Linked DNA regions of Mus musculus: all the other regions are linked to region 1. A link is a contact called in public Hi-C and promoter capture Hi-C data. All regions are on one chromosome and are shown on one strand. The core of a region is the stretch at or near the end of the contact, and the rest is flanking DNA. Distances in the headings are between cores, read along the strand shown.

Region 1 (5,324 bases), core at 1,120-3,619:
GTTTCTTGGACTTTGATGATGTGGGAGAAATGTTAAATGATATTGAAATATATGACAGAGATGGGGGTGTGGGTGGGGTAAAGTGAAAAGAGACGCAGAAGCTGTGACCCAGGATGACCCCAATTATGCAAATACAAAACATTCCTTGTTCCCTAATCCACACTGCTTTTTTTTTTTTTTGGACAGGGTTTCTCTGTGTAGCCCTGGTCGTCCTAGAACTCACTTACTTTGCAGACCAGGCTGGCCTTGAACTCAGAAATCCAATCCGCCTGCCTCTGCCTCCCAGATTCTGGGATTAAAGGCGTGTGCCACCACTGCCCAGCATCCACACTGCTTAGAAGCAAATTAAGGCTGAGGAGATACGGCCTCAATTTCTAGAACTCTACTTACATAATATATTCCCTATGGCTCTTGGTCAGCACTATCTAATATCCAATACTAGCTGCTAGCTACATCTGGCCATTTAAATTGAAAAATGATTCAAGTTAAAAGTGTATACTTTGCCGGGCGTGGTGGCGCACGCCTTTAATCCCAGCACTCCGGAGGCAGAGGCAGGTGAATTTCTCAGTTCGAGGCCAGCCTGGTCTACAGAGTGAGTTCCAGGACAGCCAGGGCTACACAGAGAAACCCTGTCTCGAAAAACAAAACAAAACAAAAAAAGTGTATACTTTAATCCCAGCACTTAAGAGGCAGAGGTGGTGGTCTCTGTGAGTTCTAAGCCAATCCAGTCTATAATAGCAAATTCCAGCTCGCCAGAGATGCGTGATAAGATTCTGTCTCAAAAATCAAGCAACCAATAAGATCCAAAGAGTAGTGAAGAGACTGCATCAATTTCAGTCCAAATACATCTAGTACCAGTATATCCAAGGTTCTCAAAATGTAGCAAACATCCAACTGCCAAGAAAAAACCAGACTGTGATATTCCATCCCTACATGGCCTGCAGGTCTAACCACTGCTTTAGTCCAATACACACTAATCAGGGTCTTTCCCCATTAGTTTCTCAGTGTAAAATGAAGTTACATTATTAGCCTGTAGAGTTTAAGCTTGAGGTAAGCCTGGCACACCGCTGCTTATAAACCAAAAGCCCCACAGGCAGAATAACAGGGAAGGCCAAATAAACAACTATTATGATCAGCCTCGGAGGTGGCAGGCACTGAAAACCCTAAACCATTCATTTTTAGCAATTTCTAGGGCGAGGGGCCAACAGTTTGATGCTTCCTCCCATCCCCCAAGAGTCTGAGTGTATGCATGTATGTGTTTGTGTGTGATGTGTGTGTACACACACGTGTTCGTGTGCATAACTGCTTCCAAGCCTTGGTTTAGTGTTTTGTTTTGCTTTTTAGACCGTCTGTCACTTTTGGCCAGGATGGCTGGCCATTAAGATCCTCAAGTCTGCCGGACGGACGGTGGTGGCACGAACCTTTAATCCCAGCACTTGGGAGGCAGAGGCAGGCGGATTTCTGAGTTCGAGGCCAGCCTGGTCTACAAAGTGAGTTCCAGGACAGCCAGGGCTATACAGAGAAACCCTGTCTCGAAAAACCAACCAACCAACCAACCAACCAACCAACCAACCAACCAACCAACCAACCCTCGAGTCTGCACCTGCACCTCCCAGGGGGATCACAAGCATTTATCACCAGGCACTCGCTTCTGAAGTCGCTTTCCGGGAACCAGTTCAGTCCTCAGGAGACTGGGGACACCTGGCCCCTGGAGTGGGAGCTTACACAGCTAGTGGGATGGTGACAGACAGAGGGCAGGTGGAGATGGGCAGCTAGCTACCTGCTGGACAGGGTCCTGAGCCTTCTCTTTTTGGCGACTGGCGCCTCCTCCTGACCTCTGAGAATCCCTGCCTCTGCCGGCCTTGGTCACAGGCAAGCACCTGTGGGCAACTGTCCTTGGTGTTTCTGGATGCAGAAGTCAACTCAAAAAATGGCAAGCCTCTTTGTGATGACGTCGTCACCTTTCGCTTTATGCTTCCCGCTTTACACCAGCAAGAAACCACGGTTTCTTGAAGGCTCAAAATGCTGCCTAGAGAAGTCCCACCAGAGAGCCCTTCCAGAAGACGAGGGCTCTCTGGGGATGCAGCCTCCACCCGGGAACCCTAGGGATGGAGACAGGGAAGAGATGGCGGCGCAGAGGCTCTCTTATGTCCTTGAAGCCACCACCAGGGCGGAGAGGCTCCTTCGAGCCTGTGAGCCCTTCCACAGCCCAAAGGATACAATCGTTGGGGCCGAGGGTCGGCCGAGGTGTCCCAGAAGGACCTGCAGCCGGGCGCCGGCGCGCGTAAGATTCATGGTGGGGGCCAGCAGACGAAACTGCTGCGCCCAGGTCACACTTAACTTACGGCAAGGCCCCGCCTCCTAGTAGAGGGTGGAGTTCTGTCCAAGGGCAGGACACAGCGCCACCTCCCCCAGGCTGGGGGTTGGGGAGCTGGGGATGAGGGAGCGAGCCTAGGCTGTCTGGAGTCCTTGCTCCCCGCCGCTGTGTCTTTGTTCTAATCTGCAAGGTCCGAAATTTTGCGACTGGGGTGATGCAAGCCGAGCAGCCCGAGGCCGTTAGGGATCTGAGCCACCCTTTTAACTTGGTAGTTTTAATCTATGAACAACTAATCTATGTGACTAGTTCTCCCACTAAAAATTAAAATCATCTGTGTTATTCAGAAGAGACATTAAATTTAGCGTGAATTCATCCTAAAATATTAGAAAGTTTGGCTGTTAGTTTTTAAGAAGAGCGATCCACACGGTCTAGGATAACTTACATTACATTTTTGTGTGTGGTGGTGGTAGTGGTGATGGGGTGTGGTGTGTGTGTGTGTGTGTGTGTGTGTGTGTGTGTGTATGTATGTATGTATGTTTGCATCCTTGTTTGTGGAGATCAGAGAAATAATCTTCAGGGAAGTTGAGTCTCTTTCCACCACCTGAGTTTTGGGGATCGAACTCTGATGGTCAGGTTTGTTCAGCAAGCTCCCTTAACCACTGTGTATCTCACCAGCCAGTATAACATGTAAAATTTCTTATGTAGCTAAAAACTGTTTTCTTTAATCCCAGCACTTGGGAGGCGGAGGCAGGGGGATTTCTGAGTTCGAGGCCAGCCTGGTCTACAAAGTGAGTTCCTGGACCACCAGGGCTACACAGAGAAACCCTGTCTCGAAAAAGCAAACCAAACCAAACCAAACCAAACCCAAAACAAAACAAAACTGTTTTCCTAAAGTCTTTGAAATTCAACCACTACACATAATCTCAATCTCTTTGTCTCTCGGTCTCTTAAGAGAGTTACTTCTAGATTGCTTCTAGTTACTCCATAAACATGTTATTGTTTCTTAAATGCTTTCATTAGATAATTTGGTGACAGTGCCATAGTCCAGGAGAGACAAGCAAGTAACCAGCTGGCTACTTCCTGTTTTCAGGTTGCAGAGATTTGCCCTTTGTGCCTTGACCTTTAGGACGAGATTCGCTTAGCTGAAGCTCCCAGGGCCGGCTTGGTCATTTGCTTATCTCCCAACCTCATCTGTCCAGCCTGAGCAACCTGGTGGAAGCCTGACCATGTCCTGAGAGACCGGCTTAATTAGCCCACAGTTTAAAAGCAGGACTGACTGCATTCCCCCCCCACCCCCCACTTGGGAAATAGGTGTGTTCTTACTGCCCTCACCTGGTGCAAAATGGGAACTGCAGGGAGAAGGAAGAAAACAAAACTGAAATTAGTCTGAATTTGGGTCACCTCAAGCAGAATTGAAAGATTAAGACCGTCATTCTGAGGATGACTGGTTTCCCTAAAAAACAGAGAGAATTATGGCTTTGGGGCCTGTCTTAGGGTTTCTATTGCCGCCATGACCATGACCAAAAAAGGAAGTTGGAGAGGAAAGGGTGCATTCGGCTTACATTTTTACTGATCTGTTCCTCATTAAAGGAAGTCAGGACAGGAACTCAAACAGGGCAAGATCCTGGAGGTGGGAGCTGAAGCAGAGAACATGACAGGTGCTGCTTAACTGGGCTCGTTCTCCATAGCTTGTTCAGCCTCTGCTTTCTTCTAGAACCTAGGACCACCAACCCAGGCCACCAGCCCAGGGATAGCACCACCCACCATGCCCTGGGCCTTCCCCATCAATCACTAGTTAAGAAAATGCCTAACATCTGGACCTTCTTGAGGCGTTTTCTCCTTGAGATTCCCTCCTGTCAGCTAACTTTAATCTGTCTTAAACTGACATAAGACCAGCACAGGATGAGAGATTGTGGCACTCAAGATAGAATTTCCTCCTGGCTCTGTGTGTAACGTTTCCTAACCTGTATTTTTGTTTGTTTGTTTGTTTGTCTTGTGGTAACTGAGCTTAGAACCCAGAATCCCCCATAAGAGGCAAGCACACTAACAGTAAGCTATCACACACAATAAAACAAAAATAAAAATAATAAGCAGATAAAGCAAAGGAAATGATTTCATAGCCAATCCTGAAAGAATGATAGATGATATCTGCAGTCCTAGATTCTCTCTCCTGATTTTCTCTAAAGCCCAGGTCATTTCTGAGCTCATCCTGCTAACGAGCTGCTCTTCGCAAGCGGCCACCATGTGCTCATCTAGGGGTTCTGTCTCACTGCATTCTATCCCATGCAATCCTCTGCGTGCGGCCATGTGGAGTAGGCCCGCAGTGGCTTCCTCTCCCTCCTTTTCTGACTGACCTTCCCTCTCCTGAGATCTGTAGTCAGTCCTTTTACATCTTCGTTCTGTGAAAACCAGCTTTCTCAGTCACCTCCTCCAGCCTCAGACTTTAAACTTCAGCCTTCAGGAGAAGATCTCAGATTTGTAACCCTATCTTGGAATGTTAAACTCCAGACTATGTGTCCAAAGACCTCTCTCTGTGTCTCTCTGTGTCTCTGTTTTTCTCTCTGCTTTTTTTTTTTTTTTTTTTTTTTCACTTTGCAACAGAGTTCCCTGGAACTCATTCTATAGATCAGGCTGGCCTTGAACTCAGAGCTCCACTTGCCTCTGCCTCCCAAGTGCTGGGGTCAAAGGTGAAGACCATCACCACCCTCCTTTGTGGGGGATGTGGAGGTCAACCTTGTGAAGGAAAAAGTGGAATGGAGAGAGAAGCGCCACAGGATCGAAGAGCCCTGATCTGCTGTACTTGGGATTTGATCTAAGATGGCTCCCGGAACACCTGTGAGACAGCAAAATGGAACACGGGCCAGATGGTGGCTGCCCCGCCTCTTCACAGAAGTCCTAACAGGTGATGACACTCCCCGCCCCCCCCCCCCCTTTTGAGTGACCTTATTAGGCAGGGCTTTCATTGGGGCATGGTGATGGTATGGCAAGACACAATTGGCTGAGGATT
Region 2 (5,324 bases), core at 1,841-4,340, 980 kb before region 1:
CAATAGTGTTTGTTATGCTTTCGTTCGATGTGAGTGAACTGGAAGAGGGGGTCATTAGGCAGTCGGGTTCAGATTCCACTGTAACTGCCTGTAAATGAGCAGAGAACGGTCTTTGACCAGAACGTGGGGCTGTGTATAGGCAGCCCCAACACTACCTCTTAATTGGTTCAATACACATAACTTTCCATATCTTTCCTCCCTTTTAAGGTCAGCAATATTTTCGTTTTAAATGTCATCTTAGAACCGCTCTACAAAAGGTTCCAACAGATACCACTAAAACTAGACCATTCTGGATTCATGTTCTTTCAGGTTTGATCCATTATCCTTAAAAGTAAATGCTGTTAAATACTAACTGCTGATTGTATGGTCGTCTAACGCTGTACCCATGCAGTCTCCTGTAGTCCAGGCTGGCCTCACAATCACTGTATAACTAAGGATCACCTTGAACTTCTCATCTTCTTACCTCTACCTCCCGAGGGCTGGAACTGCAGACTTGTGCGACCATGCCCAGTTAACGCTGGTAATGAGCATCCATCAAGAATGGTCGACCAGCCGGGCGGTGGCACAGCCTTTAATCCCAGCACTCGGGAGGCAGAGGCAGGCGGATTTCTGAGTTCGAGGCCAGCCTGGTCTACAGAGTAAGTTCCAGGATAGCCAGGGCTATATAGAGGAACCCTGTCTTGAAAAACCAAAAACAACAACAACAAAAAAAGAATGGTAGACAAGCTCTCTACCAAATGAGCTCCAGCCTTGGCCCCTAATAAATGTTAAGTTATGAGGTATTAACTGTATTAAGGTGGACTTCGGTTTTTTTTTTCTATTAATTTCCCCTTTCCCCATTATATTGCTATGACATTTCCTTTTTTGTTTGTTTGTTTTTGATTTTTTTCGAGACAGGGTTTCTCTATGTAGTCCTGGCTGGCTGTCCTGGAACTCACTCTGTAGACCAGGCTGGCCTTGAACTCAGAGATCCCCCTGCCTCTGCCTCCCGAGTGCTGGGATTAAAGACGTGCGCTACCACTGCCCAGCTGCTATGATATTTTCTGATTTTTAAATTAACTTTGGTGTTGGGTAGAGGGATTTAAGTGCCAGGTTAATCACTTTTGTCTCTCAAAGCTGCAGGTACAAATATGATGTATATTTGGGCTATAAATTTCATTAAGTTTTAGCCACATTCCCAAACCAGGTACGTGGGGTTCCATAGAGGTTGAATCTAGTGTTGGCCGCAAACTAAATGGTAGCTATGTGACGTCCCTTGAGTTGGTTCTCAGGAGCATCTACTGTGTACCATTCTGACTTTACGACAGTTTTTTAAAAAGGTTATGGGGACATAGGAAGGGCTGGAATACATCCATTGCCTTTCCAATTTTACCAGCAATGCGCCATGTTTTACATCATTGATGTGTAGGCAGTCCTGGCTATAGTAATAGATTCATAATGTACTTCTTTTTTTATTTTGATTTTTGAGATAGTTCTGGCTGGCCTAGAACTCTCTGTGTAGAGCAGGCTGGTCTTGAACTCAGAGGTCTCTCTGTCTCTGCCTTCTGAGTGCTGGGATTTAAGGTGTGTACCACCATGCCAGACTATTATTTGCATTTTAGAATAATGCTGCAGTTATTTAGCATCTTTCTAGTATTTGCCCTCTTTCTTTCTACGACATGTCCCCTCCTGTCTGCAGCTGGGTATTAGTTGCAGTACTTTGTACTTACTGGCTCCATCATTGTGCCATCTCTTTAACCCTTTCCCTCCCTTTCCTTTCTGCATCCTTCAGTCCTTCTTTCTTTTGCCGAGCCTTATGAATCTTGTCACTTCATTACTACTTATATAAATCTGTAAAGTTTCAAAGGCAAGTTTAATAAGAATAATAGTGTATATTTAAGTTTAAAAAAACCATAATGTACCTTTATTCTCTTATCTTTTGGTTTCTTAAATTAAAAGATATTAAAACTCTAAGATGGAATTTAATATATTTAAAAATGTTTTTGTCTTGCTCTTTCTAAATTTCTTCCTATGCTGCCTCTCACAAGTTTATTATTTCTTGTTACAGTTTTCCCTGACAGAGCTATGAAAATGTCTTCTGCCTTTCTACCTTTATATCAGCCACATTCTGAATTGTGTTGCAGAAAGGGACATTTGAATTATTTCATATGAAACACTACTGTATTTTCTTTCCTCTTAAAAATGTTAGTTTTTCTTATCTGCTGTCCATAATTATGCATGTTTAATGTTCAGTGAGAACTAGAGCTTCAGTTATGTAATTAGTAAGTTGAAATATTAAAAATAATGAATTTTGCTTAAAATGACACATTATTCTTTTTTTTTAATTAGGTATTTTCCTTGTTTACATTTTCAATGCTATCCCAAAGGTCCCCCATACCCACCCCCCATATATCACATTATTCTTAGCAAAATAAAAATTACCACCTTGAAAGAACCATTTTACTCAAATTTCTTATGTTTTCCATATATTTCCTATTTGGGAAAAATAGTCTGAAATTAACTTCTCTAATTTACCTATATTACCTTGGAAGTTTTACTGGGTTTTTTTTGGGGGGGCGGGTTCGAGACAGGGTTTCTCTGTGTATCCCTGGCTGTCCTGGAACTCACTCTGTAGACCAGGCTGGCCTCGAACTCAGAAATCCACCTGCCTCTGCCTCCCGAGTGCTGGGATTAAAGGCGTGCGCCACCACCGCCCGGCCTAAAAAGGTTTCTTTCTGAAAAAGAGAGACAGATAAAAGAGTTTATACCTCTTGATGCCTTGATGTCTATTTTGAAGATGGGGAAGTACTGGAAAGTACTATTGTCTGCAGTGTATTACCAGTTTTCACAAATGTCTAAGAAGTTACAGTTAAGATGGGGCGGAAAGAAAAGTCTGGCTCAGGTAGCTCAGCTCTAGGCCTTGGGGTACCTGGACCAGGAAACCTTATCTAGAAAACAGCTTTGAAAAGGAAAACCCTTGTCCTGGAGTAGAGCAACTAAGAACCGCCCACCACGGCAGGCCGCCCCGCCTCTTGCCATCCAGTCCCGCCCCCGCCGCCGCGCCAACGGTGACCATAGCAACGCGGTGGACGTCCGCCAACGGCCAGGCTAGGTCTGGGAGGAGCCTAGAGCGCATGTCACATGACTCTGTGGGCGGAGCTTGTGCGGGGACGGCCAGAGCGTGTCCCCAGCCTCCGCCGCCTAGGCCAGAGTCGTGAGGAACGGAGCGGAGGCAGCTGCGAGGCCGCGGGTGCCCGCCGGGTGTGCTGAGCCGCCGCCATGGGCAGTGAGTGTGGTGGCTGGAGCGCGAACCTCGAAGGCCGCGGGTCCTTTCGGGCTGTGGGCAGTGGAGTCGCTTACTCCTTGGGGTGGTCTTGGGTGCGGGGGATGCGCAGGCCTCGTTGGGGTCGCCACGGGCAGAGCGAGCTGGGGACCCGCCAAGGCGCCTCGGGTCAGCGAGGCCTTGCCCGGCGGGTCACGGGAACTCAGAAGTCCCGGTTTGCTCCCCTTAGGAGGCGAGGAGCGAGGATGGCGCGGGGAGGCCATTGGCTGGGGGCGGGGGGTAGTTAGCACACTCCACGGCTTGGACCACTTGGGCTTTTTCTGAATCTCAGGAAACTCATTAATTTTTAAATTATTATTCTTGAATCACGCTTCCTTGGTGTGTTGCGACGAATAAGTCTCCCTTTTTTTAAAAAAATATTTTTTATTAGGTATTTTCCTCATTTACATTTCCAATGCTATCCCAAAAAGTCCCCCATAACCTCCCCCACCAAGTCTCCCTTTTTTAAAAATGTGATTCGTAGCATGCGTTTTAGGGGAGGAAAGGCGTGTGATCAGTAGCTCAGCATTTTCCTAGATTAATTCTTCCCAGTCATTCTGTAGTGTTCATTGAAAACTGTAAGTTGGTGCGCAAGGTATGGACGAGGCCTCGCATTATAAGATCCTTCCAGGGCCCTGCCCAATCACTCACCCTCATGTATTTTCACACAGATACTTTACCTAGCAGTTCACATGTTTGTGTATAAAGGGATAACGTTGCGATGCACTCCATTGGCTAACAGTAGACATTTGGGGAAAATTGGAAAGGAAATAAGAGACCCTTGGCCTTGAATTGTGAATAAAAATGGAATTGTGCAACACGGGGAGAGGCAGTACATGGCGGCACGCAACAGCGTTTTTTGATCCTGAACGCCAGTACAGTAATTCATAAACTAGCAATAAATCTCGGAGAGTAGCCTGGGCTGAGATGGGGAAGGGAGGCGATTCTAGACAGTTTCCCAGTGTTGTGACCCATAGTTGTTGTTTTTTTAATTGCAGGTAAATGTTTTCAGAATTTAGATTTACTTTTTTTTTTTTTTTTTTTTTTTTAAAGATTTATTTATTTATTATATGTAAGTACACTGTAGCTGTCTTCAGACACTCCAGAAGAGGGAGTCAGATCTCGTTACGGATGGTTGTGAGCCACCATGTGGTTGCTGGGATTTGAACTCCTGACCTTCGGAAGAGCAGTCGGGTGCTCTTACCCGCTGAGCCATCTCACCAGCCCTAGATTTACTTTCTAAATAGTCCAAATGTACTTCTATAACAAACATGACAATTATAAATTATCACCAAAATCAGTTACTTCTACCTTTTTGGAGTCCTGCCGGAGTAGGAGGCAGTGTCTATCCCTAAACCTTGGTTTGTCTTTCATTTACTGCAGAAGTAGCCTGGGAAAGGAGTACTTTTTAATGAAATGTAGTTGACATTCTCTGAGCAATTCTTGTGTGTAAGCAAGTACCTTGATATGGCTACTTAGAGAATTACAACCTTGAAATGCAGCTAACTGAAATGGAGCGGGGAATGTGGAGGTTAAAAGGTTGTCTGTAGGAGGTGATCCTAGCTTTTTTGTTTTTTGGCTTTTTTGTTGCAGTCTTTAAGCTGTTTGAGTCAGTACTCCAGTTTAAGCTCATAACCTACTATACTATTCCTGCAGAAAGTTCCCTCCGCTGTTGTACCATTTGTTAATTACTACATTAGCTAAGTACTGTAATAAGCTATGTCTGCTTATCTTATACAGTGATGATCTGATTATTTTCTGTTGTGCATATATAAAAGGGTTGGGTTTAAACCTGAAGAAGCAAAGAAGTCACGGTGCAGGGCTGTTTCCCTGTGCTCCACAGCTATCTGGGAGCTTTGATCTTCTATAGACCTACTCACTTGAACTTGAGAACATCATGATTGTTTAATTTGGGTGGATGTGATAAACTGCTGTTACAAAAATTGTTTTTGGAATTATTCAGAGATACATTTTTAAACTCTAAATTTTTTTTTTACAGTCAAGTTTTTAGAAGTTATTAAAC
Region 3 (5,324 bases), core at 1,383-3,882, 750 kb before region 1:
GACATTTTACTCAATGCATTTCCAGTGTTAGTAGGAAAAAATGCTCATAAACCTAAATAAGTCTAATATGACTTGGAAGATGAGCACAGAAGATAGGTGAAGTGAAATTAAAGTGGTAATCATTTTATAGGTGTTCTTATTGTATATTTTTATGACCCTAGTGAGACTGGCTAAGAGATTTTAGTTTTGTTTTAGTTTTGGGTAAGTGGCCCAGTTGGAATCCAGTGGCCATCTCTTGAGAAGACATTTTTGTTTGTTTGTTTAGTTTTTTTTTTTTTTTTTTTTTTTTGAGATAGGGTCTCTTTCTGTAGCTGTAACTCTGTAGACCAGGCTGGCCTTGAACTCATAGAGATTGGCCTGCCTCTGCCTCCTGAGTGCTGGGATTAAAGGCCTGTGCCACCACTACTACCTAGCTGAGAAGAGTCCTCTTGACCTTCAGTAAGTAGAGGTCAACACTGTACAAGGTGGAAAGTAGAGACTATCTCTCTATCTGGGCTGATGAGGGAGACTTGGTAGAGGCCTGTGGAGTTTAGCTTGCATGGGAGGATAATGGTTAGGACAGACACTGCAGGCCTTAACAACATTGCAGGCTTGATGGGTGTACAGAACCAGAGGGAGAGAGAGGCAGAGCTGAACATTTCACACTCCACACTTCTTAGGTGAAATGTGTATGGGTTTCCCTTACAATCAACAGTTCTCATTCCCCCAGACACCAGCTGCATGCCATGGGGATTTCTTTACACCACTGTGTTACATTACTACAGACCCTACAGGCGAGGGGCTCTTAAGATTGTTCCAGTTACGAGTCCCAGGGAAGAACGGTGCTTCTGACCCACAGGCTGGAAATCCAGGCTTCTCTTCTGCCTCCTCTCAGTTTGGAGCGTTTGCTGTGATGATTCACAAAACTCAGGCAAATACTTTGCTCCCTACTGGTTTACACATTCAGAACAAGCAAATAGGAAAGATACATGGGGGAGGGGAAGTGTAGGATGCAGACATCTTCCATGCTCTCTCTGGCCTCCTTATCCTCCAGGCAGACATTTTGCATCCAAATAATAACAGCATAATTGTGGCTGCATGACTAGAGTTGGGTAACCCCAAACCCTCTTCCTTGCTATGCCATCTTCTGCCTCCTCCTGGAGAGTTAAAACCTCTGAGAACTGTGGCCCATATTGCTGTGCAGTGCCCATTAGGCGTTTGTGACCCCAAAGGCCACTGTGGAGCTGATTCTGCTGCGGTCACGCTAGGGTCTTTTCTATCCCCGCTCCAGCTGCGGGAGGATAAGGCCCAGTTTCTAGTGAGCATTTATAGAGGTAAGCAAACGAGCAAGGGGGACTCCAGCCTGGCACACATCTGAGTGGGGGCTGTTACAGAATTTTGTTTTCCTTTAAAATAATTGGCTGGTGCGAGGAGCCGAGCCATAAACGTAACTGCTGCTTTCCTCCTGATTGGTGGTTGCTAGGGAGCGACTTGGAGGTGCAGGCTTGTTGGTTCAGCCTTAGCTCAGGTTCTCCAAGTTGGACTCTGAACCCAAGATGGAGTTGGTTTGGTCTCTGAGCTGCGCCTCTGGTAAGTGCTGTTGAGGGTTTAACCTTCTTCCATTCTCAATGATAACACGTCCAGGTACTGACCCCTGACTCCCCCCGCCACAACTTCCAGAAGGGTCTTCAAATTAACCTCCTTATTGCATGTTGTGGGTAGAACGTTTTCCTTTTAGGTCTGTGGAGACCATATTTGATCTCTTTTCCAGTTTCATCTTATTTATGCTTCCTGTCTGGGACTTAGCAGAACTTGCCCTTGAAACGGCTTAAACAAGCACTTAGAATCTGGTTTGAGGTAGGATCAACAGCAGTTGATTGTCCTTTTCCTGGCTAGCTGGTTGGGCTTTCTGTCCAAACAGCTGCAGCGCCCTAGGGCAGGTCACATGACCCCTGCTGTCCTGACCACGGGCAGGTCCCAGCCTGGGGTACCTGAGCCTTCACATGCTGTTCCTGACATTTCGGTTTCGACTTTAGCACTGTCCTTTAGAGTTGTGTTTCGGACCCAGGAAGGAGGTCCCCCCCCCCCCCCATCTCCATGTTTGGCCTGCAGCTGTGTTTGTATGATTTCGCAATTTTTCCTTCATCTCAACTGGGCTGCGCGATTGGACCCGTGTCATCTGCAGCCATCGGTAATCTTCACTTAAATTAATCTTTCAAAGAAGCCGATTAAGTTGATTGCGCTCCACAAGCCGAGGTTTGGTGTCCGTACCTTTCAGCTGTTTACAGAAGTGATTAGAATGAGAACTTTGTATATGAGTTTTGGTAACCAGTTAAACTTATTTTTGGATCTTGTCTTAATGGTTTATTTCCATCATGTGCCTGTTTTTAACACAAAAACTGAAAATGAGGAGGGGCGGGATTTAATCTTACTGTGTGCATCTGTGCCTCTCAGGCATCCTAGGATAGCCACGGCCTTGACTCAGCTTGGGTGTCCTAAGAGATCCGTGACGAATCACCAACATTGTTTCTTCTAGCTCTAAGTTCTCTTTGCAGTTAAAACCATTATTTCTAATTTAACATAAGCAAAGACCTTGTGGCCACTGCCTGGGCTGCCTAGTGTAGAATTTAGCCCAATGCATTGCAAACATTTGCCTGCCAATCAATCTGAGTCTGCGCAATGTAGTCTTTCAGAACAGGGAGCGTGCTCCACAGGGAGCCCTTCCTGAGTGAGCAGATTCACTTTTAAGTCCATGGAAAAGTTGACACAGGAAGTTGAGTGTTGTTTAGAGGCAAAGTCAAAGAAAGGTGTTGGCTAACAGCTCTGTTTTGTGTGGCCTAAACTCTGCCTAGGAGTTTTTTTTTTTTTTAAGATTTATTTATTTATGATATGTAAGTACACTGTAGCTGTCTTCGGACACCCCAGAAGAGGACATCGGATCTCATTACAGATGGTTCTGAGCCACCATGTGGTTGCTGGGATTTGAACTCAGGACCTTCGGAAGAACAGTCAGTGCTCTTAACCGCTGAGCCATCTCTCCAGCCCCATGCCTAGAAGTTTTTTAAGACCAATGTATGAAAAGCTTAATTCTAAAGAGGAAATTTAGATGTCTCCCTTCTCTAGGAATATCTTAAGGCCGGAAACGTGCTGGAACCAAGGGTGGCCTTTCTTCTCATCTTCTGTCTCTCAGTCGTTCCTAACTAATTCCACGAAGCCACCAGCCCTCACAGCTTCTCTGTGGACAGATGAATATTTTTTATCATAACTTAAGCATGGTAAATAAAGGATATCACTTTCTTATTGTAAATATCAATGTCTTCAAATGGAACAGTATCATGATTATTTTAACTGTAACCAGTTAAATGGAATGTAAATGCCATAGACATTTGATACCTGTCATTATCATTAAAAAGTACTAGAATCAGCTTAAAATAATAAGTTCTTCCCCTCCCCCTTTCAGCTAATATTCTATTCCTAAGGAATTTTATCCTGGAATACCATATGTATTCCTGCAAAAGTATGTACATAATGTTTAAATTAGATTTCTGTATCAGTAAGGGTCTAAATATAAATATTTAAAAATCTATGTATATAGTTACTTCAGTACTAAGCTAATGATTGTTATCACACACTTGTGTACAAGTAGATGCTTTGTATGTACCGTAACAGTAGAATGCAGAAGTTGTTTCTGGTAAAGCGGTGGAGCCTTTCCACTCACCCTCCCCTAGTCCTGTCCATAATGATGAATATTCATCACTCTGAGGGTAAAGAAACTGTGTCTAAGTAAATACAGAAGTGGAGCTGGAGTGATGCTATGGCAGGCCCTTCCTTGACAGGGTCTCACTATGTAGCCCAGGCTGGTCTAGACTCTGTAGCCCAGGCTGGCCTCAAACTTGCAGTCTTCCTGCCACAGGCTTCGAGGTGCTAGGATTATAGTGAGGAGTTATCACCCTCAGCTCATTGATCTCTTTCTAAGTTGAGCACCAGGCTATTTAGTTTGCTTTCAGCACATCTGTATGTTAGCCTCCTCCTTTCCAGCTGTGTGTTAGCCCCTCCTTTCCAGCTGTGTGTTAGCCTCCTCCTTTCCAGCTGTATGTTAGCCTCCTCCTTTCCAGCTGTGTTATCCCCTCCTTTCCAGCTGTGTGTTAGCCTCCTCCTTTCCAGCTGTGTGTTAGCCTCTTCCTTTCCAGCTGTATGATAGCCTCCTCCTTTCCAGCTGTGTGTTATCCCCTCCTTTCCAGCTGTATGTTAGCCTCCTCCTTTCCAGCTGTGTGTTAGCCCCTCCTTTCCAGCTGTGTGTTAGCCTCCTCCTTTCCAGCTGTGTGTTAGCCTCTTCCTTTCCAGCTGTATGTTAGCTTCCTCCTTTCCAGGTGTATGTTAGCCTCCTCCTTTTCAGCTGTATGTTAGCCTCCTCCTTTCCAGCTGTGTGTTAGCCCCTCCTTTCCAGCTGTGTGTTATCCCCTCCTTTCCAGCAGCATGTTTTTTGAGTCTAAGAGCTTGTGTGGCTGTGAGGTATGGTGGGACCCATATATGGGTGCAGCGGATGTTAAATTTCGCTGTGTCTCCTAGAGGCTCATAGCACAAGGCAGTGGGAGGTAGACCCCAGACGCACAGGAGGTTACAAGATGCGGGACATTGTGGACTGGCAGTTCCTCAAGGACAAGAACATATCCTGGCTTAGTTCTGTTAGGGACTGAGCACAGTGGTACAAAGACTTCAATGCTCAGTAACTTTTTCTTTTAATATTCAAGTTCTTGTTTTTTTTTTCAGTCCAGTCTACCCTTGAACTTGCTGTGTAGCTCAGCCTAATATCTAAGTCATAATCCCTCTGCCTCACTCTCCCAGGAGCTGGATACACCATCATTTTTATCTGCAATTCTTCTTTTTCTTTTTTTCTTTATTCTTTTTCATTTTTTATTAGATATTTTCTTTATTTACATTTCAAATGTTATCCTCTTTCCTGCTTTCCCCTCTGAACCCTCCACCCCATCTCTCCCTCCCTCCCCCTGCTCACTAACCTACTCACTCCCACTTGCCTGTTCTGGCATTCCCCTACACTGGGGCCAACGCTTCTCCTCTCATTGATGTCCCACAAGGTCATCCTCTGCTACCTATGTGGCTGAAGGAGTCCCTCTTTGGTTGGTGGTTTAGTCCCTGGGAGCTCTGGGGGTACTGGTTGGTTCATATTGTTGTTCCTCCTATGGGGCTGCAAACCCCTTCAGCTCATTGGGTCCTTTCTCTAACTCCTCCACTGGGGACCCTGTACTCAGTCCAATGAATGACTGTGAGCCTCCACTTCTGTATTTGTCAGGCACTGGCAGAGCCTCTCAGGAGACAGCTATATC
Region 4 (5,324 bases), core at 847-3,346, 720 kb before region 1:
TCCCATTAGTATGTATAGTTAATTAGCATGTATAGTTCATATGTACAATTAATATGACCCATGCAATTTACATGTCAGTTAAAAAACAAATTTTATAAAAATGAAGAGTAATGTCTTAGCACTGTGGTGGTGTGGCTCCTCTTCTGTCCTACATCCTATCCTGTTTGCTTCCTTTTCCTTTCCTTTTTCCTCTCCTCTTCCTCATCCTTCTCCTCCTCTTTCTCCTCCTTCTCCTCCTTCTCCTCCTTCTCCTTCTTCTCCTCCTCCTCTTTCTCCTCTTTCTCCTTTTGCTCCTTTTTCTTCCAGCCTTATAAATTCCTTTACTTCATTTTCATCACTTGATATAATGATGAAGACACACACATGAACTTTCTCTGTCTTACAATTGTCTCTCAGATAGTTGACTTCAGTTGTCTCTCAGATAAGAGCCTACCTGTCTTAGTTAGGGTTTCCATTGCTGTGAAGAGACAACTCTTCTAAAAGAAAACACTTCACTGGGGCAGGCTTACAGTGTGCAAGCTTGGCGGTATCCAGGCAGACATGGTGCTGGAGAAGCTGCTGTTCTACATCAGATCTGAAGGCAGCCAGATGGAGACTGTCGTTTTCAGGCAGCCAGGAAGAGGGTCTCTTCCACACTGGGTGAAGCTTGAGCATAAGACTTCAAAGCCCACCCTTACAGCGACACAGCTACTCCAACAAGGCCACACCTCCTAATAGTACCACTTCCCATGGGTCAAGCATATTCAAACTGTTGTACGTTGTACTGCCCTTTGGGGATTTGTGACGGAACAGTTTATCTTCATTGTCAACTTGACTGGATTTAGAATCACCACACACTCTGGTTATTTCTGAGGATTTATCCAGAGAGGTTTAGATAAATAAGGAGGGCCCATCTTGAACGTCCAGTGAGCTAGGTAGAGTCAGGGATTAAATTAAAGAGAGCAAAGCAGAAAGTTAGCCAAATAGCAGCTTTCTGTGGTAGGTTTTGAGACTGTGACAACTTAAAGGGTATGTGGGACTGGGGACCAAGCCCATCCTTTGCTTATGACCTGAGGTTGTTTGATCAGCCTTCTGGAATCTTCTCTGTATGAAGAATCTTTCAGGGTTTTCTATAACAACTATGAGGGGAGTCCCGTGGCTAGCCACTGATTTAATAATCAAGAGCCACAGTTCTGTCTAATTGGTACTGTGCTCTAAGCAGGAGTCCTAGGCCAATCTTTCTGGTAGCAGTGGACGCCTGTTAGTGACCTAGAATTAGCATGCAGTGGGTGACTTCTGGAAGATTCTGGAGATGTAAGGAACAAGGCTACCAACCCTGCATCCATAATTGAAAAGTGAATGCAGTCCTTGAGCTGTTCTTAGGCTTATTAAATAACACAGTGATGTATTTGTATTTATGTGTAACCATGCAGCACTCTCAAAGTGTTCAGCCTACACGCTGTATTTGCTTCAGGCCTATGCTGAGTTCTGAGGCTTGAAGGATGCTGGTGGTGAGTTTAGAAGACAAGGGACTGGACACGACCCAAGGTTCCAGTGTGAGGGTGAGAGAGGGAGGAGTAGGGGGAAGAGAGGGCCGGGAGGTGACTGCATCACACAGATTGCATCCCAATAAGGAACTGTGACAGCGTGTGTCAAATGACGTCTCAAGGATGCTTGGCAAGGATGCTTTCACATCGGCTTCTTTATTCATAGACACATTTGCTTGGCGAGTACTGAAACTCCAGGCTCCCAGAAGGGAAACAGGCGCTGGGTATAAACCATAGAGTTTGCCTGAATGGCTTAGGCAGAGTGAGTCACTCTTTTCAGCTAGGGTAGTGGGAGCCCTTCCAAACAGCAAGCTCTCAGACACTAGGCAAGGAGCAGTAAGGGTGAGCGATGCTGCTAAAGCCGACCTTGATCAGGCAGTCTTCCCACGTCAGTCCCCTGAGCAGCTGGGATTACAGAGCAAGCAGACCTTGCCAAGGATGGTGCCAAGCCTGCTACGCTGACTCTACTGCACACTCTGGAATATGTCAGGCTTAGCCAAGAGCCACTCAGGTGGCTGAAGTCATTGGCTCTTCTTTCTGAGCATTGGTCCCCGAGCTCATAGGGCGTGACCATTGCTTCACTGTTCTGTCTTGGGGAAGAACCATGCAATAAGCCTTTCTTTGTGTACCTCATGCACCTCTGATCCCTTGTGTCACAATAGGGAGATGACCTCATTGGCTCTTTGTCCTGATGACATTACTCAGAGAGATATTGTGCTCTCTGAAGAAAAAGTGAGACACACTTCCCCAGGCCTTCCAGTCAACTGCTTTCTCAAGAAGCTTCTAGAGCCCTTTGTGTTTGAAGCATTTCATCCGTGAAGGTTCTTGGACGCACCTTTCTCATGCGGCCATATCCTGACCCTTCCTGTAGACCAGCTGTGTTCACTGTCTAGAACCTAAAAACATCTCAGTATAATATTTTTAACATGTGTTCAAATATAAGTTTGCTAGTTACTCCCGACTCCATACCCAGGAGTCATGGGTGTGGTTTTGGTGTTGTGTCTGAATTGCTTTGGAACTTAGATGTCTCACCAGAAATGCTGAAGTTGGGAGCTATGCAGGAGAGATGGGCTAATGTTGCCCTCCAAAGAGGAGTCTTTTATCTTTTCTTCCTGCCTTGCCCCTTTCTATTTCACATTTAATAATTTTGATTTGGGGGATGGAAGGATGGCTCAGTGGTCTCACTTACTGCTCTTTCCAGAGGACCTGGGTTCAATTCCCAGGACCCACATGGCAGCTCGCAACTCCAGTTTCAGGAGATCTGACACCCTCTTCTGGTCTCTGTGGGCTCCAGCCACACATGTAAAGTATGTACATATATGAAGACAAAACACTCATACACATAAGATATAAAAACAAATAAGCCTTTAAAAAAAAAAAAGACTGATTTTAGTGAAACAACAACAACAAAATTCAAGCACCTTGCCTTTGGCTGCTGTGCAAACTGCACCCCTGGATCATGCTATCTCACTTTATTCCTTTAGGAAAATGTAGTATTGATGTTTGATTCTGTTTTCAGTGGGAATCTCCAATGCTGAATTCTTCTTGACTCTGTTTCATTTTATCTTTGTAGTAGTTAGCCAGAGTCATACATGCCTTACATGGGGAAGACTCCCAGGGGCAGAACAGGCACTGGGCGCCATCACCTGTGACCCCCAGGAGTTCTTCCACACACCAAACCCAGCCATCTAAAGACTTTGCTTTCTACAGCACAGGCTGAAATCAGTTTTCCTTTCCACAACTCATCTTTGAAGTGATTCTTGTTGGTTGTTTTCTGCAGTTAAAAAGGCTGTGTGTACCGGGAAACCCTGGGCAGTTTGTTTGTTATGGTTTAATATTTATTGAAAGCTCCTGACTTCGGGTGCTTTTATTGACTGGAGGCCAGACGGTGAGAGTTGCCTGTCTTCAAAGACACCCTCTGCCTGTTTGTCGCTTTCTGTTAGCAGGAGGCTTTATCGCCGTTTATTGAACTGAAGAGCTTAAGTTGATATGGCTGAAATGTGTCTTTTCTGTGTTTGTTATTTTATATTTCTCTGCCTTGGGACCTGGCAGTTTTAAATACCTAGCAGTTTTGCTTTTCTGTTTTCCTCCCCACTTACTTAGGCTGCTCGTGCTGACTGACTGGCCCACTGCAGAGATGCACTTCAGTGTGGCGTGCCCCTGAACTTGACCTTTCCAGAAGGCCTGCGAGCGGATGAAAACTGACATCACTTTTTATTATATCTCTGATATAAAGCAGTCTAGAGATTTTTTTTTTCCCCAAAACATAACGGGAAAGAATGTAGTGTTTTCAGAAATTTAGCTTCCTTTCTCACAGCAGATTCCATTTAATTGTTTGTTTGTTTGTTTGGTTTTGGCAGTGCTAAGGATGGGACCCAAAGCCACATGCGTGTTGGGGTAGGGCTCTCCCACTAAGTTTTGTTCCTGGCCCCCAAGACATTCTCTTTAAATTGAGAGAAAAAAAGTCTCCTTAGGCAGAATTTATTCTTTATAACTCCTCATAAAAGTTACATTTTATTTATGCAGTGGTTATGAAGTGGGAGGTCCATCTCCTGCTATTCCTAATTTACGTTGGTCTTGTTGGATTCACTTTTGGGCATCTGTTTAGTTTGGTGTGACCAAAGGTAAACTCTTTTTCCCCCCAGTTTAAATGTGACTTTTTTATGTGTATTCTGTTCCATATTCAAAGATGGCAACTAAAACTCCCAGAGAGCTAGGAGCACCAAATAAGTCCACTTTGCTGATCTCTATGACATGCAGTAGATTCAACATATTATAAAATGAATGTACACAAAAGTAGACAGTATGGAACATATTTTAAAGTTAAAATTGGAACTTTATAAGTTTGTGTGTGTGTGTGTGTGTGTGTGTGTGTGTGTGTGTAAACAGTATCTCTCTATGCAGTCCTGGTTGTCCTGGAACTTACTATGAAGATCAGGTTGGCCTCGAACTCAGAGAGATCAGCCTCTGCCTTTGCCTCTACCTCCCAAGTGTTGGGATTAAAGACGTACCGCTACAGCCAGGCATCTTATTTTTAAAGTTATGAAAGAGAAATTTTGATGGAAAAAATCCACTAGCAATAACTCTTGAAGTCCTATTAAAGCGTTGGAATGGAACAAACATGATTGACTATGAACCATAGGCTCCAGAAATTATCTGGGTGTGTATATGCATATATTACATACATGTATACTCTGAGGCACATGCAACTGGGCGTGCATGTAGAGGCCAGAAGTCAATGTGTGGGTGTCTTTCTCTATTACTTTCCACCTTATTTTTTGAGATTCTTACTGAATCTGGAGGCCACTGGTTGTCTAGACTGGCTGGCCTGGGAGCACCTAGAATCCTCCTGTCTCCGCTTCCTGGTGCTGGGATTATAGATGCTTACCATCGTTGCTTTTTATTTGGGTCCTGGGGATTTGAACTCAGTTCTTTGTACTTGCACACAGAAATTTCCCACATGGAACTATCTCCCTAACCCAGTAATGTGCTCTTCTTAATACTTTGATTTCTCTCTCTCTCTTTTTTTTTTTTTTTAAGATTTATTTATTATATGTAAGTACACTGTGGCTGTCTTCAGACACACCAGAAGAGGGCATCAGATCTTGTTACGGGTGGTTGTGAGCCACCATATGGTTTGCTGGGATTTGAACTCATGACCTTCAGAAGAGCAGTCGGTGCTTTTACCCGTTGAGCCATCTCACCAGCCCACTTTGATTTCTCTTAAAATTATACAAAATGCATTTTTTCTGCTAGTGCTTAATTAGTTTCAGACAGACTTCCATTCATCGTCACCGT
Region 5 (5,324 bases), core at 2,034-4,533, 520 kb before region 1:
GTGAGACTATCAGGTAGAAATGACTTATACATATATTTTGTTTTGTTTTGTTTCTAAGGTGAAATTATCTTTCTTGTCACATAAATGCTTCACTTTAAGTGTGATCGTCAGGAGCATCCCACTCAGTATTTATTAGAATTAAATATTAGAAATCTCTCAGAATGTCAGGCCATCTCCATGACCTGCATAGATAAATGCTGGGACACCACATTACTGAGTCCTGTGACTGAGAGGACTTTTGTTGAAGATCAAAATATAGACAATGAATTTGATTGTTGATGGATGAGGCTCGGACTTTGAACTGCCAAAGATGTGCTGATGGTTAGGTGAGGCCAACAAATGGCTTTTCATGTCTTCTCTTCCTTGTGGATGTTTGAATGATTTTATTTCCTGGAGAGCATTTTTGCTACAAAAAAGTGTCCAACAGTTCATTTCTTTATTATTTATTATGGTTTAAAATATTTTCATAGGTGGTAGTGTTTTGGGTAAATAATTTAGAGTGTTGCATTTGGATGCGTCTGTCTGACTTTCTCTGACATCAACAGTAAGTTGGGTTAAGCAGCTGATTTATTGCCTAGTTTAGAGTGGACTGTCCAGCGACCCAGGGATCTTTCTTAGTCCTGTGCCCTGTTGTTAGCTGTATGTATCACACATTTCTGTTTTTCTTTCTTATCAAGTAATTGCTATTCCCAGATCTAGAGACAGATGCTAAAAGTGCTTGTGGCTTTGTCTCGTGCAGTGTCTCCTCCCTAAAGATCGAAGTGAGTCATTTTCAAGTATTGATTGGCCAGTAGGAAGAATATAACATTTTGATGATGAGCAAAAGCCCTATAAAATGTCAGCTGTGTGTTGAACTCCAAGGTTTGCTTTTTTATTGGTAAGGCAAGATGAGTAATGCCAGAGCCAGAACCCAAAGTTCTGTGCATTTATTTATTTCCGGTTTGTGTGTATAGAAATACATCATGTATCACCTGATGTACCCCAAGACGGAACCTCAGCAGTGCCACTGACTAGTTGGGTGACTTTGGGCAAATGACCAGGCCTTGCTGGGAGCCAGTTTCTATAACGGGCAAAAGAGAAGATGACAGTGTCTGCTGTAGAGGTGGGTGGGGAGAGTGAGGAAAGTGAATGGGTCCTGAGCATACGCAGTTTCCTTGTGGACATCTGCATTGGTTCATCAGGATGTCTCTGCAGATGCTCTTCAGATGTTAACAAGATGAAGTCTGAATAGACCTCAGTTTTACTTCGCTAAACAGCCTGGCGGTGTGCTCACCAGCAGAAGCAGATGTAGAGAGCGGTGGGCATGGGAACAGCCATGCTTGATCTTAGACCAAAGCCTGGAGAGCCTGTGATTGGCACCGATCCTCTGCTTCTCAGCTGAGAACATCTTCTCTTGCTTGCTGTTACAGAAAGCTTCATTAACATGGGCCACGCTTACAGAGATATCTTAGTATCTCAGAGAGGCTTTCTGTAGGAACAAACTAACCTTTGGCAGGAGCACTGGATAGATTTGTAGGTAAATCAGCCACAAAATTGTGATCTAAATGTGATGGGTGTTTGGATTATCTAAAGAACAGAGCTATGTCTCTGCACAGTTGAGCAGTTTAGAAACACTGGATATGCCAATGACAGTGTGTTAACTTGTCCCCACTCATGTATCTGTGGTTTTCATTACTCTTTTAGAAATCAACTTTATTGAAGTGTAAACCACACAGAATATATTGCATTTAATTGAACTGGACATCTCAGGGATCAACATAACACCACAGTTTCTGACCCCACCCCCAAAAGATTTCTTTCCTTGTGTCCCTTTCAACCACTCCTTCACTAAACCATATCCAGTCAATGATTTAACTTTCACTAGAGATTTTTGGGAGTTTTGGAATTCTAAAATATGGAAATGGTGTGATGTAGCATGTACTCATTCGTGTCTGGCTTAATTCACTCATAGGTATATCCTATATTCAGGGCCTTGTTGAAGAAAACTTTAATTTTCTTAATTGCTTTGGTAGCTTAGTCAAAAATCAATTGCCTGGGTCAACAAGATGACTCAGCCTGACAACTTGAATTTAAACCTTGGATCCCACATGGTGGAAAGAATGAATCAACCTGACAAGTTGTCTTCGAACCCTGAAAGTGTGCTAAGGACACATGGATTCCTCTCTGTCTCTGTCTCTCTGCTTCTCCTTGTCTCTCTGTCTCTCTCTCTTTCTCCCAAATAAATAAATAAATAATCTTTAGTCCAAATATTACTTGACCGTGTTTCTGTACTCATCATTCTATGTATCTGTCCCTGTGTCAATATTATACAATGTCATAACTCTAAGGCACATCTTAGATTAGATAGGATAATGCTATTGCTCCATTTATTATTTTATAAAATAGCTTTGGCACTCTTCAAATAGAGTGTTTATATAAATTTTTAAGTCAAGCTTTAAGAACTTTTTGTGGAAATCTTGTTTGGGATTGCATGGAATCTAAATAAAGACTTGAGAATTAATCTGAGCTTTGATTCATAAGCACCATCTATTTCTCTATTTGGGTCATTAATTAGTCTAGGTCTGTACTCTACAGTTTTCAGCATGTGGGTTTCTCATCTCATTGCTCAGTTCAGTCTGAAATATTTCATTTTGTCAATCCTGTTGTAAGAGGATGTTATTTCATTTCTCCAGTTACTTGCTAGTGGGTGAAAATAAGATGAGCTTTTATGGTAGTTCAAGTAGTTGTTTTATGTAATTTTTAAAATCATTTTTCTTCACTAATTCTTGTTATTCCCCCAAAGAATTTTATATAGTAGAACTTTGATAGTTTAGTGTGAAATATCAAGTATTTTTAAAGGTAATATTACTGTCTTTGAAATAGCATTGGTCATATATTTTGGGAATCCCAAATAAACAACTCTGATCTTTCGCCTCTTCCAGTATCGAAGTTAAATGTTTTATGACCGTTGACATGACAAGAAGAAAGAAGAAAAAGCAGTGTCCGAAACCCCTCGCTGCATTGGACCTCAGTATTATCAGAAAGACTTCGCCTCGCTGGGCGGTCACCTTGTAGGCTCTGTGACCATTTCTGTCATTGTATTGGGTTTTATTTGCCAGGGCTTGGTAGCTTTTGCTCCTGAAGTTGGTTGTGTAGGTTTTGGGGTCTGGAACAGTGGAAAGTAGTTTTGGTCTGCTTCTTTGTGCTTGCTTTCATTTTTGATTCACTCGGAAGCCCTTGGTTTCTCAGTATGTAGGTAGGATTTACAGTACAGCAGTAGGGAGGAGTGGATTTCACAGTGTTTGTATCTGAGAGGATTTTGGTTTCCTAGGAAACATCTTCCTCAACGCTGAGACTCCTCAGCACCCTAACTCTATTTCTTTTCTAATTGCTATCTTGATTCTGAAGGTGGGGTATATTTGTCCTATGCTGCTATAGGAAAGATGAATTGTTTAGGGAGTGTTTATTTACATTTTATTTGGGTTTTGGACAAATACATTTTTTCAGAGTACTATTTGGAGAACATTCAACTATGGATAGTAAGAGAGTGAGATTACACTGATATAATTTATAGACGAGAAATCCGTTTAAGTTTATTTCTCATCTATGTTTGCTTGTAGATTATCAGCCCTGTATTTGTAAATGATAAAGGGTCCCTCCTTTGGCCTTTCCCCCATTATATCTATGGTTGATTGAGTAAACTGAAAGGTGATACAATAAAGTGTACATTTAAAGGGCTGTGGGTAAACTGCTCACCATACAAGCATGAGCACCTGTGCTCATATTCCCCAAGCACACTGAAGGCTAGATACAGCAGCACACACACATCTGTAATCTGCATGTTTCTACTCCAAGATGACCAATAAGGTTAGATATAGCAGCACACACACACATCTGTATGTGTGTGTTCCTACAGCAGCACACATCTGTAATTTGCATGTTTCTACTCCAAGATGACCAATAAGGTTAGATACAGCAGCACACACACACATCTGTATGTGTGTGTTCCTACAGCAGCACACATCTGTAATCCACATGTCCCTACTCCGACATGACCAATGAAGACAGGAGAATTCTAAGAAGCTTGGAGTCCAGCTAGCCTGGCATGCACCTACCTCAAAATGGAAGGCAAGGCCTAACAGTAGCATTTGCCCTCTCATCTTGACACATACATCATGGCATGCACAGACCCATGCTCTTGTGCACAGGTGCATAAATACATACTTACACATACACTAACCAAAGACAATAGTACATTACAAGTACTTTTGTAGGAAAGAATAGATTGAATTGCTAGTTTTACTCACCACCTTTTCAATAAGGCTTTAGGTTCCACACATGGGTACCTCCTGGATCTCTCTTTCCAGCACGGAACTACTCAACAGTCTCACTTTGCTGTGCAATAAGTACCATTTGGAGGTCCCTCAAAGTCTGCTGTTGTCTCATCTTAGCAACCGGCAGCTCTCTTTCTTCTATTTCTTGGATTCAAAATCTGCAGTCATCCTACACTCATCTTCATACCCAACAAACTTACCCACACAATGTCACCAACTACCCAATATCACCGCTCTTTACTGGGCTCAAGGGACTGTCTTTCTTTTCCCACCTTAGCACTGCACTGCTGTCTTAGCGTGCTAACCAGACTCTTGCTGAAGACTTCCATGGACTTCCTATATCAATGTCCTTTGTCTTTGTCTTTACAAAGAGTTTACACAGAACTGCATCAGCCCTGATCCACTGTAGCATCCCTGACCTCTTAGCCCACTTCTCTCTTGCTTTTATTCAGCTGCATCCAGACCAGATTCTTTGTTGTTCCTCAAGTGATCTGAGCTTACCACTAGTAGAGATTATCCATCTATCTATCTATCTATCTATCTATCTATCTATCTATCTATCTATCTATATCTGTCTATCATCTACTATCATCTATCTGTCCACCCATCCATCCATCATCTTGTGTGCACACATTACATGTGAAGGTTAGAGGACAACTTTCAGGAGTTAGCTCTCTTTTCCACCATGTAGGGCCAAGGGTTTCAACCAGGTTATCAGGCTTGGTGGCAAGTCTTTTACCAGATGATCCATTTTACTGACCTACCCTCAGATTGCTTGATGTTCTCATGGAATGCAGGGGATGCTGGGACTTCTGCTAGATGCCATTTTTTAAAAAAAGTATTCCACCAGCTCACTTGTTTAAAGCCTCAGTTTCCTTCCTTAACTCCTACAGTAGCCAAGTTTATGTCCTGTCTCTTCCTTCAGCATCATTTCTCTCTATAGCACTTGACATCCTCAGAAAGGTTACTCTTTTCTTTGTACTCCATGAGAGTGGTAATTGCACACTGTGT

The links. Promoter capture Hi-C pulls out the DNA fragments that hold promoters and counts their contacts. A called contact is a pair of places that touch in the nucleus more often than the background predicts. Capture Hi-C pulls out chosen DNA fragments and counts their contacts.
Region 2: a promoter capture Hi-C map of adipose tissue shows a contact between it and region 1, with 7 times the contacts expected there. The contact joins the promoter of Sec61a2 here to the promoter of Phyh in region 1. A contact is called at or near these places in 3 of 39 promoter capture datasets (cranial neural crest, embryonic stem cells and hippocampal neurons), 1 of 15 datasets of contacts at CTCF or cohesin (large pre-B cells), 6 of 484 Hi-C or Micro-C datasets (CD4 T cells, CD8 T cells, the G1E-ER4 cell line and 3 more), 3 of 115 datasets of contacts at active chromatin or transcription factors (astrocytes, cardiomyocytes and large pre-B cells) and 3 of 9 other capture datasets (adipose tissue, liver and macrophages).
Region 3: a contact with region 1 is called in a promoter capture Hi-C map of liver, with 5 times the contacts expected there. The contact joins the enhancer-like site here to the promoter of Phyh in region 1. A contact is called at or near these places in 2 of 39 promoter capture datasets (hippocampal neurons and liver), 1 of 484 Hi-C or Micro-C datasets (liver) and 1 of 115 datasets of contacts at active chromatin or transcription factors (embryonic stem cells).
Region 4: a contact with region 1 is called in a promoter capture Hi-C map of hippocampal neurons, with 4 times the contacts expected there. The contact joins the enhancer-like site here to the promoter of Phyh in region 1. A contact is called at or near these places in 3 of 39 promoter capture datasets (the C10 cell line, hippocampal neurons and stem cell-derived epiblast-like cells) and 1 of 9 other capture datasets (adipose tissue).
Region 5: a Hi-C map of cortical neurons shows a contact between it and region 1, with 2.6 times the contacts expected there. The contact joins the enhancer-like site here to the promoter of Phyh in region 1. A contact is called at or near these places in 5 of 39 promoter capture datasets (the C10 cell line, HPC-7-derived erythroid cells, embryonic stem cells and 2 more), 1 of 15 datasets of contacts at CTCF or cohesin (pro-B cells), 12 of 484 Hi-C or Micro-C datasets (CD4 T cells, the G1E-ER4 cell line, the HL-1 cell line and 7 more), 1 of 115 datasets of contacts at active chromatin or transcription factors (large pre-B cells) and 2 of 9 other capture datasets (adipose tissue and liver).

What each region holds. Positions count from the first base shown.
Region 1 is chr2:4,916,041-4,921,364 of GRCm38.p6, reverse strand. Phyh (phytanoyl-CoA hydroxylase) reads right to left here and starts at 2,369. Exons shown (of 9, transcript NM_010726.2): 1 at 2,221-2,369. The coding sequence starts at 2,295. Gm46728 (a long non-coding RNA gene) reads left to right here and starts at 4,909. Exons shown (of 3, transcript XR_001783222.2): 1 at 4,909-5,219.
Region 2 is chr2:5,893,198-5,898,521 of GRCm38.p6, reverse strand. Sec61a2 (Sec61, alpha subunit 2 (S. cerevisiae)) reads left to right here and starts at 3,090. Exons shown (of 12, transcript NM_021305.4): 1 at 3,090-3,265; 2 at 5,301-5,324. The coding sequence starts at 3,259. It overlaps Gm13267 (predicted gene 13267), which reads right to left and starts at 3,058. Exons shown (of 3, transcript NR_166420.1): 1 at 2,748-3,058. It overlaps Dhtkd1 (dehydrogenase E1 and transketolase domain containing 1), which reads left to right. Exons shown (of 17, transcript NM_001081131.2): 17 at 1-462.
Region 3 is chr2:5,666,484-5,671,807 of GRCm38.p6, reverse strand. The region is part of intron 1 of Camk1d (calcium/calmodulin-dependent protein kinase ID); the gene reads left to right. Among named protein-coding and RNA genes, the nearest start is that of Camk1d, 46 kb to the left of the region's middle. Within about 2 kb of position 2,632, at least 17 of the 459 cell types and tissues checked have an H3K27ac peak or open chromatin away from gene starts, as enhancers often do. A contact at or near this core is called in embryonic stem cells and liver, where this site is marked.
Region 4 is chr2:5,633,788-5,639,111 of GRCm38.p6, reverse strand. All of the region lies in intron 1 of Camk1d (calcium/calmodulin-dependent protein kinase ID), which reads left to right. Among named protein-coding and RNA genes, the nearest start is that of Camk1d, 78 kb to the left of the region's middle. Within about 2 kb of position 2,096, at least 84 of the 459 cell types and tissues checked have an H3K27ac peak or open chromatin away from gene starts, as enhancers often do. A contact at or near this core is called in hippocampal neurons, where this site is marked.
Region 5 is chr2:5,439,245-5,444,568 of GRCm38.p6, reverse strand. All of the region lies in intron 3 of Camk1d (calcium/calmodulin-dependent protein kinase ID), which reads left to right. Among named protein-coding and RNA genes, the nearest start is that of Gm36853, 40 kb to the left of the region's middle. Within about 2 kb of position 3,283, at least 2 of the 459 cell types and tissues checked have an H3K27ac peak or open chromatin away from gene starts, as enhancers often do. A contact at or near this core is called in cortical neurons, where this site is marked.